2 separate regions of the Gossypium hirsutum genome follow, and region 1 is linked to region 2. The links are chromatin contacts, called in public Hi-C maps. All regions are on one chromosome and are shown on one strand. The core of a region is the stretch at or near the end of the contact, and the rest is flanking DNA. Distances in the headings are between cores, read along the strand shown.

What was found. A called contact is a pair of places that touch in the nucleus more often than the background predicts.
Region 1: a contact with region 2 is called in a Hi-C map of hypocotyl, with 3 times the contacts expected there. The contact joins the promoter of LOC107897155 here to the promoter of LOC107926862 in region 2. A contact is called at or near these places in 6 of 34 Hi-C or Micro-C datasets (anther, hypocotyl, leaf and 1 more).

The regions. Positions count from the first base shown.
Region 1 is chrA08:95,770,601-95,775,130 of Gossypium_hirsutum_v2.1, reverse strand. It overlaps LOC107897155 (pectinesterase), which reads right to left and starts at 2,928. Exons shown (of 2, transcript XM_016822507.2): 1 at 1,736-2,928; 2 at 561-1,382. The coding sequence starts at 2,711. The coding sequence ends at 685.
Region 2 is chrA08:95,282,154-95,286,287 of Gossypium_hirsutum_v2.1, reverse strand. It overlaps LOC107926862 (transcription factor MYB78), which reads left to right and starts at 1,556. Exons shown (of 3, transcript XM_016857801.2): 1 at 1,556-1,849; 2 at 1,946-2,075; 3 at 2,183-2,945. The coding sequence starts at 1,690. The coding sequence ends at 2,696. LOC107926880 (Golgi apparatus membrane protein-like protein ECHIDNA) reads left to right here. Exons shown (of 5, transcript XM_041074582.1): 5 at 241-549. The coding sequence ends at 329.

The DNA of each region.
Region 1 (4,530 bases), core at 1,679-4,178, 490 kb before region 2:
TAGATTTGTTCAAAACCAGTTCAACAAATTTTTTAATTTGGTTCAAATAGTTCGAATTGGCATGGTCAACCATTTTTTACCTTTTGCCGAACTAATGCCCCAACTAGTTTCTAGTTCGACTGGCCACTCTAGTCTGGTATGGATAACATTGAATTTTAGAATTTTTATATAATTAAAATAATTTTTATTTTTTGAATTTTAATATTTTAAAAAAATTTCAACAATATTTTTTTATGAAAAAAGAATGTAGAAATTTTGTTATATATTATACTCTCTTTTTTTTTGACATTATCATATATTTTAAACATAAAAATGAAAAAATGGACCCAAGATTTAAAATACATATTGTAGAAAGTTAAAAGAAAAAAGTTGATAAGCTAGGGCTTTGTATATGATTTGAGTTAAAAGAAAAATATTCTTCATATTATTTTGATCTTACTCTTTTCCCTAATTACACAAAATCATAAGCGATGAAAGTTTAAATGAGCAAATTTCGTATTAACTTCTAAGATGAAGATTCAAAATTTGTTGATTCACTAAAATTATAGTGTAAAGAGGAATCACAGACCAACTCTTCCTTCTATTTTTTTATTAATTATGATTTAAAAAAGTAAAATTATAGATTTTCAGCAGATAACACCATAAACTTCTTTCTATGGCCATGATTTTTGCATTTCAATGTCTTCAATATCTTAATCCAGCAGTGAACGGAACGCCAGTCAAAGGCAGCCAATTTTCTTTGCTATGAAGGAATGCTTCGACAGTGAATTTCATCGCCGTTGCTTTGTCTATCTTGTGGTAACCCTTCCAATTAACTCTTGCATCGAGGTTAGCACCAGGGCCACGATTATTGTATTCTGCATAATAGAGGGTATCTTCGTGATTTTGAGTAGCAAAGGGCATCCATCCTTCACGCCTAATGAAGTCTCCTAACGTAGACTCCATGATAATAGTTGTAGAGTACGGCTTCCATGGCCTGCCCAAGTATGTCGGGAACTTAAATCTGTCGATGAAGAGCTTTTGCTCAGGGACAATCCTGCAGTTTTGGATTACAGTACCGGTATTCTCATCAATCCGTGTCTTACCCTGTGCAGTCACCATGTTAGATTGACCTTCCATTGGCCTCCTCACAATTAACAACGAGTTTTGGATTACAGTAGGAGAGTCGCCAAAGATAAAGTCAACAGTTCCAGAGATGACACAATTACGGAAAAATTGGCGGTTTGCGTGATTGTACAAGGTGTCTTGGTAACCATCCATTCTGCAATTGAAAAAGGCTGACTTATCTGATTGAATTCGAAGTGCCACTGCCTGATGCTTTTCAGGACCAGCATTGTTTTGAAATCCCATGGATTTGGCAATAAACCCACTTCCAATAGCCGCTGAAACATTAAAATTAAAGAATTATATATTATAAAATTGTCATGAAGAACATATTGTCATAAATTAACCAGTTCAGTGAATGTTATTATTGTATGCAATTGACCTACATTTATTATGAATCCAATTAGCATTCATCCTCTACCACATTCAAGGGTTTATAGGGCCAACTTGTTCTCTACCTGAGGTGAATATCATTTGTTTTATGAGCATGTGAAAAGCTTACAATTGTATGTTACTTATATATTACTAGTTGTTACGAGTTATGAGATAATGTCAGCATTATGAACCTTGGTATTAATCAAATCACATATTCATAGAGCAAAAAATATGGTTTGAGTTATTAAAAACTTACAGAAAGTGGCAGTTTGCCAGGTGGTAATTCCACCGCCATCTTTTACACCCTTGCGACCGGCGACAATAGTTCTTCTTGGACCATCACCGAACATAAGGATGTTGGTGTATTGTTTGTCCACGGTGATGTACTCATCATAAATTCCGGCCTTGATGTAGATTATATGTCGGTTTATGGAGTTCTTGGGAGCGGCAGCTAAAGCTTCAGTAATGGTCTTGAATTGGCCACTACCATCCTTAGCCACAACAGCATTTGGTTTCAAATTGCTATTATCAATCTTAGCTATAAGCTTGCGGTCTGTAGTTGAAAACCATGAAGGATAGTTTGTTTCCTCAACAGAAAAAAGTCTACGAGTGTTAGGACTAGCCAACTCGGAACCTAACTTGGTAAGAATTTCGATCAACTTTGTCACAATTGTCAAAGCATTAGCTGCTTGTTCACTAGAAGCAACAATAGCCTCTTCCATGGTTTCTCTCCAGCTGCTATCATGTTCAAATCCATCCAAGCATGATTGTTGGTATGAGATAACAGCGCTCAACCAGGTCCTAAAATCGTTTATGCGATCGTCAATGTTATGCAAATCACTTCCATCTACGTCAGCGTATGTTGCCTTAAGTGAATCAATGGCATATTGCATCATGTCCTTACAATCATTCAAGGCCATCTTTGTGAGGCCATTGTCCTTAGCTTCAGCAATCTTGGAGTCAGAAAAGTTGAGGAACTTTTTGACTTCTTCTTCAGCAGCATAGATAACCTTTTTAACGAATTCTTTAGGACCAGTGCTGTTCATAGAGGCGAAAGTCTTATGACAAGCATCTGGATAATGAGTAGGTGAACAAATGCTAGTCGCAACCTTCATTTCAGGAGACAATTTACCCTTAGCATCACGAGAATGATTAATTGTAGTAACCACGCCAATAGCGACTCCCACCACAAGAATGATGGAAACCCCTGCAACAACCACTTTATTGCTCATCTTTGTTAATTTCCTCTTCTTCTTCTTCTTCTTCTTATTATTATTATTAAAGAGACATGTTCCTTCGGCTGGCTATGGTGAAGAACCATACATAGCACCACTTTATATATGATTCTTAAACCTTAAACCAACCGAGAAGGATAAAAAGAAAGGAGCAATAACTGTATTGGAAAGCAGAATTTCTCTTGGCCTTCTTGTTTTGTTAAATATTATATTAAATCGGTATGTATTGGGGGATGGTGTTTATAGCAAGTGGGATCCTCTAAATTAGGATTCTTTACTTAAAAATGGACGATGGTTACCAAATTTCAAGTGGATAGGTTACAAAGTTGTGGTCTGTCTGAGACAAAGGGTTTCACTTAATAGGGATTTAGACCCCAAAAGAAGGAAGTTTAGTTACATCGCTATTCATCTTTCACAAACAAAGAAAACAAATTTTAATTTCATCTTTTTAAATGTATATCAACATTTTCGATTCATAATATCCTAAGTTTTAGTACTTTACTACATAAATATATCATGTTTTGACTCAAACAGGACATCACATTCCATTCCTTGAAACAAGAACTAAAAACATTGGCCTTCTTATTTTGTTTTCAACCGATGTGTACCTTCTTTACAATTTGCGCTTCAGAAAATGTTATCAACATTTAGACATGTTCACATTCTAACTGTTCTACATATATATTGGTCTAATCAGACAATGAAGTCGTTGGGGCCGGGTGCATTTATGGTCCTCACAACCATACTAACCATTTTAGTATTTATATATATTTTTTTAATTTGATAATTATCTCTTAATTTACATACTTTTAAGATTTTATAATATGGTCAGTGTTGCTAGACATAAGAGGATCAAATAGATCAAGAATTAATTGATATAATGGTCTAAACAAAGAATTTGAACTGATTGACTTGAAAACTACTTAAAATTGGTAAAAATAAAAAATCAAGATAAAAATTAATAACAAAAAAGGTTTAATATTTTTTTTTGTTTTTAATTTATTTTAAATTTTTATAAAAATTTAATATTATATTTCATTGTTGTTGGTTCAACAATCGAACTGGTTGAATCAAAAACTGATGGCCTGACATATTCAACCACTTATTTGATTATTAAAATACTAAATATGACACTTTGAGCTCCATCAAATTTTTTACTCTTTTTTTCAAAGTTAGGGATCAAAAGAAAATTAATTGTCAAGTTCAAGTATCAAAATGAAAAAAAAAGTGCAGGTACCAAAATAAACTTAATTGTCGAATTTAGGGGCCAAAATTTATATTATCAAAATGAAAAATATTTGCATATATAGCACGTAAGTGTAGGTGTGATAGTGGTAAAAAATAAAATTTTATTATATTGTATTAATGTCGGAGTACTGATTATCAATAAATATCGGTACAATAAAACATATTGCACTTTTAAAAAGAAAACATGAATCCCAATAAAATTGATAAAATTAAACTTAAAAATAAAATTATTAAAATTGATAAACATGAATCCCAATAAAAAAAATGGAAACATTGAAGGAAATTTTGGATGAGCTAAAAATGTATTATACAAAATAATGACACAAAAGTTATATTATACAAAAATGTTACGTATTTATTATTACACACCATATATTTTAGTCTTACATAGTAATATATATTCTCACCTCACACCCGACCTGATCATTGGATCCAAATGCGTGATGTCACATTATGTTGTTGGAGTAATTCAGATTGTCTCAATTTACTAAATAATTTAAGCAATTATTCACGGTTTATTTCAAAAAAATTTCAATCATAATACAATAATACATTATAGATATCAAAC
Region 2 (4,134 bases), core at 307-2,806:
TTTTTTTTTATACAAAATGGGATCGGAAGGAAGAAGGGTTTTCAAATATAGTTATCGAACCTTAGACTTCATGCTAATTAACTTGAAATCCACACAAATTTACCTTTGAGTGGATTGGTGGGATCTTTAATCCCTTAACCTTAATCTAACCTGAACCTGTGAAGCCAATTCTCAGATACAGTTTATATCATTTCTATTATCTTACAAGATTTTCTTTTTTCCTCTTTATAATAAATTCAGATGCCAAGAACAAGATTCAGGCGTTTGCCTCTAGGACCATTGCTTCTCGTTTTTCATCTACACTACAGTCAGCATTTAGCTTGGTGTAAGTTGTCTGAGCTGCAAACAGATTTTATCAAAATTTTATTGCCCAGCTTTCTTTAACTTCTAGGTACTGAAAAACAATGAATTCATTATGTAATTTTGTTTTTAATCGTAGAATGAAAAAAAGAAAAGAAAAGGAATTAGAAATATGTATTCTCCTAAACTTATTGTAATAAATTTTGTAACGAAAATCAGAATAACAGATACATGTAGTTGAAAGAGAAATTTGATTGACTTGGTGGGGATTATATCTTTTAATCACACCAAACTTCCTCACTACATTGATTGCTAAATTGGGTTTCTTCACATAATTCTATATTCTAAACCAAAACAATTTCTGTCAGCACACCATTTGCAGAAAAAGAATGAAAATTACATCAATGAGTCACAATCTGCAACAGCTACCAAATTGACTTTCCTCTGCTCACCAAACTCTCTTTCTTTTTCTTGAATCTAAAACCTAACAACACAATTAAAAATATGTCCCTTGACTCTTAAAAAATTTTCTAAAAATACCTCTAAATTGTTGACGAGTGAGAATCACCCCTTGACATGTAGTGGAAATTCATAACTAGTTAAAAATAAGAGTGCATGAAAAGTAGTTTGAATTGATGATGGTTAAATATTGAAGGGCAACCAGAATACCACATAATTCAAATGGTATCCTGATTGCGCATGAATCTAAGGTCATGCGTTTAAACATAATAAAATCTTAAAATGGGTTTTATCTTATCAGCGCCATATGCTCTTTTAACTGTTGATGAAATGGTAGTTTAAAACCCCACAAGAAAGAGAAGATCTACTTCTAGTTTTAGACACAAAGGAGGAGGAGAAATAGCATTACATGGTCGGTCACAAATAGTAAAAATTTTGATCCAAGCATTGACTATTTTCATCATCTTCACATGTTGCAACCACAGCAGAACACGTTGAAAATATTGGATCTATGTAATAATAAAACAACACACAACTTGTCCTCGTTTTGAAAAAAAAGAAACTAACCTTTTTATCCTCGTAGAATAGTGTTTGGTCTTCATAGTTCATATTCAAACATTTTGTCCAATTGTGCGTGTACGAGACCAATACATAAGACATGGAAAAGTCAGACAGTCAAAACCCAAATAGAAAATTCACAAATGGGTCGTTGCTATTTCTACTTTTTCATCACACACACATGCCCCTGTTTTCTCTTCTTCATCAAAAAAAAAAATCATTGTTTACTTTTTGGTAGTCAGTCCAAACTCCCCCTATATAAATGAATCCCCTTTGCTCGAATCAACCCAAAGTCACGAATCAAATCCCTCTCTATCCTTTTTGGTTTCTTCATCGGAAAAAAAACAAAGCCCGTTTCTTTTCAGCTCAGAAATGGATGTTTACGAGACTGGTTTCATATCTGAAACCCCACAAAGTGAAGAAGATATGGACGTAAAGAAAGGTCCATGGACTGAAGAAGAAGACTTCACGCTTAAAGCTTATGTTAATATCCATGGCGAAGGTCGCTGGAACTCAGTTGCTCGCTTATCAGGTATAAAACCCAAGAATTTTAAGCCTTCTATGCATCTCTTCTGCACATGATTTCTTTTTTGTGATACTGAAAACGAAACGAAATGAATTGGTCCAGGATTGAAAAGAACCGGCAAAAGCTGTAGATTAAGATGGCTGAACTATTTGAGACCGGAAGTGAGACGTGGGAACATTAGTCTCCAAGAACAGCTATTGATTCTTCAACTCCATTCTCGATGGGGCAACAGGTTTGTGTTTTTTACTTAAAAACCTCAATTTTGCTTTCATCATTCCTTAAATTTTCATATATGAATGGGTTTTTTGTGCTAACTTGGATCTGGTTTTGATCATGAAGATGGTCTAAAATTGCACAACATTTGCCTGGAAGGACAGACAATGAGATAAAGAACTATTGGAGAACCAGAGTCCAAAAACAGGCGAAACAGCTTAAATGCGACGTTAACAGCAAGCAATTCAGGGACGCCATGCGGTACGTTTGGATCCCTCGTCTGGTCGAACAAATCTGCGCTTCATCTGGATCCCACTCGGCTCAACAATCCTCCTCCACCACCACTACCTACGCAGATACGATCGGTTCGGTCCGAGTTGACCCGAGTCTCTTGCCCGAGTTATCAGGCACTTCATCAGATTCCCTGGACGCCCAAGTCTCTTCCGTTTCAGACCTGACAAATTCAAAATACCCGAATAGCTTACAAAACGGGTCGGGTTCAGGAAATACAATAGCGGGAACATGGGGTGGGGTTGAAATTGAGGCGACGGACGGTGGAGATTCGATGGAGAGTGTGTGGAACGAAGAGAATATTTGGTTCCTAAGACAGCAGCTTTATGATGACGATGATTTGAATTAGCTTACGTGACGTATAATATTAAAGTTTTATATATCTTAAAACATTTTCGCCATTAATTTGCTACTTATAGATCTAACAGTGAACACCACAAAATTTGAAGTAATGTAAATGAATCACCCAACAATATCTGGTTGATAGAGATTTATAGCATTACAATATGCTTCTATACCATTTCAATTGCTCAATTTTGTTCTTTCATTTTCCTTGTTAGAGCATTCAACCTAATGGAAAATGTTGCTTTTTCTTTTAGTAGAAAAGATGGTAATATTCGAAGCAAAATTAGGACCATGTCTTTTTGATACAATATTAGGGATAGAGGATGGTAATAATGCTGTTTGAATCCATATGAAACGGATATTTGACAAAAATTTTAATCACCGCTCTGATGTATTTTGATATATGATTATTTATATTCTTGAATCATACATAAATTTAATAATTACATTTTAGTTTTAATTTAATAAAAGTTAAAGTTGATTTAAATTATTAATATTTGTACGAGACGAGTTGTTATACACCAATATAAGTTGGTATTAATCAAAACAGACCAAATCATAGAATAATCAAAGCAAACCAAAATTTTAACAAATGAAATTAGCCAGCTCTCTCTATAATAGTCATTTGTTATAATAGTATTTCGCTATAATAGTAAACTTTTAAGTAGAATCGGTTTTTATACTTTATTTTAACTTTCTATAACAGTTTTTCACATCTATAACAAAATATTGTAAAAAATGTTAAGTAAAATTATAGTTATTTCATAAAAGTAAATCTATTAATTATAATTTATTAAATAAAAATACTTTTTATTAAAATATTATTTTGATAAAATGATTTAAATTTCAATTGAAAGAAAATCTATTAATCAATTTTTATTAAATAAAAATAATCTTAGATGAGTGAAATTAAAATATCAATTTAATAAACTATTAAATTCGCTAATTAAATATATTGCTATGAATTCGAAATATCATAAATTTATGAATCGATTACTTGAATTTAATAACGCATGATAAATTAATTGATTTGATAATTTATTATATTGATTGAACTTATTAAATTTATGTACATAAAAAGAATATAAAATAAAATATACATCTTTTAATTTTGTTGATTGATAAAAAAAATGGGACTGGTTATAAGAGAAATTACCATTTAAAATCCAATGGATTAATGAGTGGTAAGTAGGTTGGTATGAAAACTCCCCACTTGGGGGCTTCAAAGTCTTTTTATTCTTTTCCAAGCAAAGAATTAGCCCTCGTGACGACTTGGAAATTTTAGATAAGGCAAAAACAAAAGGAGAACAAATTCGAATGATTTGTTTAAAATTTGAGGGAAATTAAATTAATTAATTCTGCTGCATGACTAAAGCACTAACCGCCGCAACCGTTGAAAGTTTAAACCAAAGCTGGGTGCAAAAGTCTAACCACCCCATCAC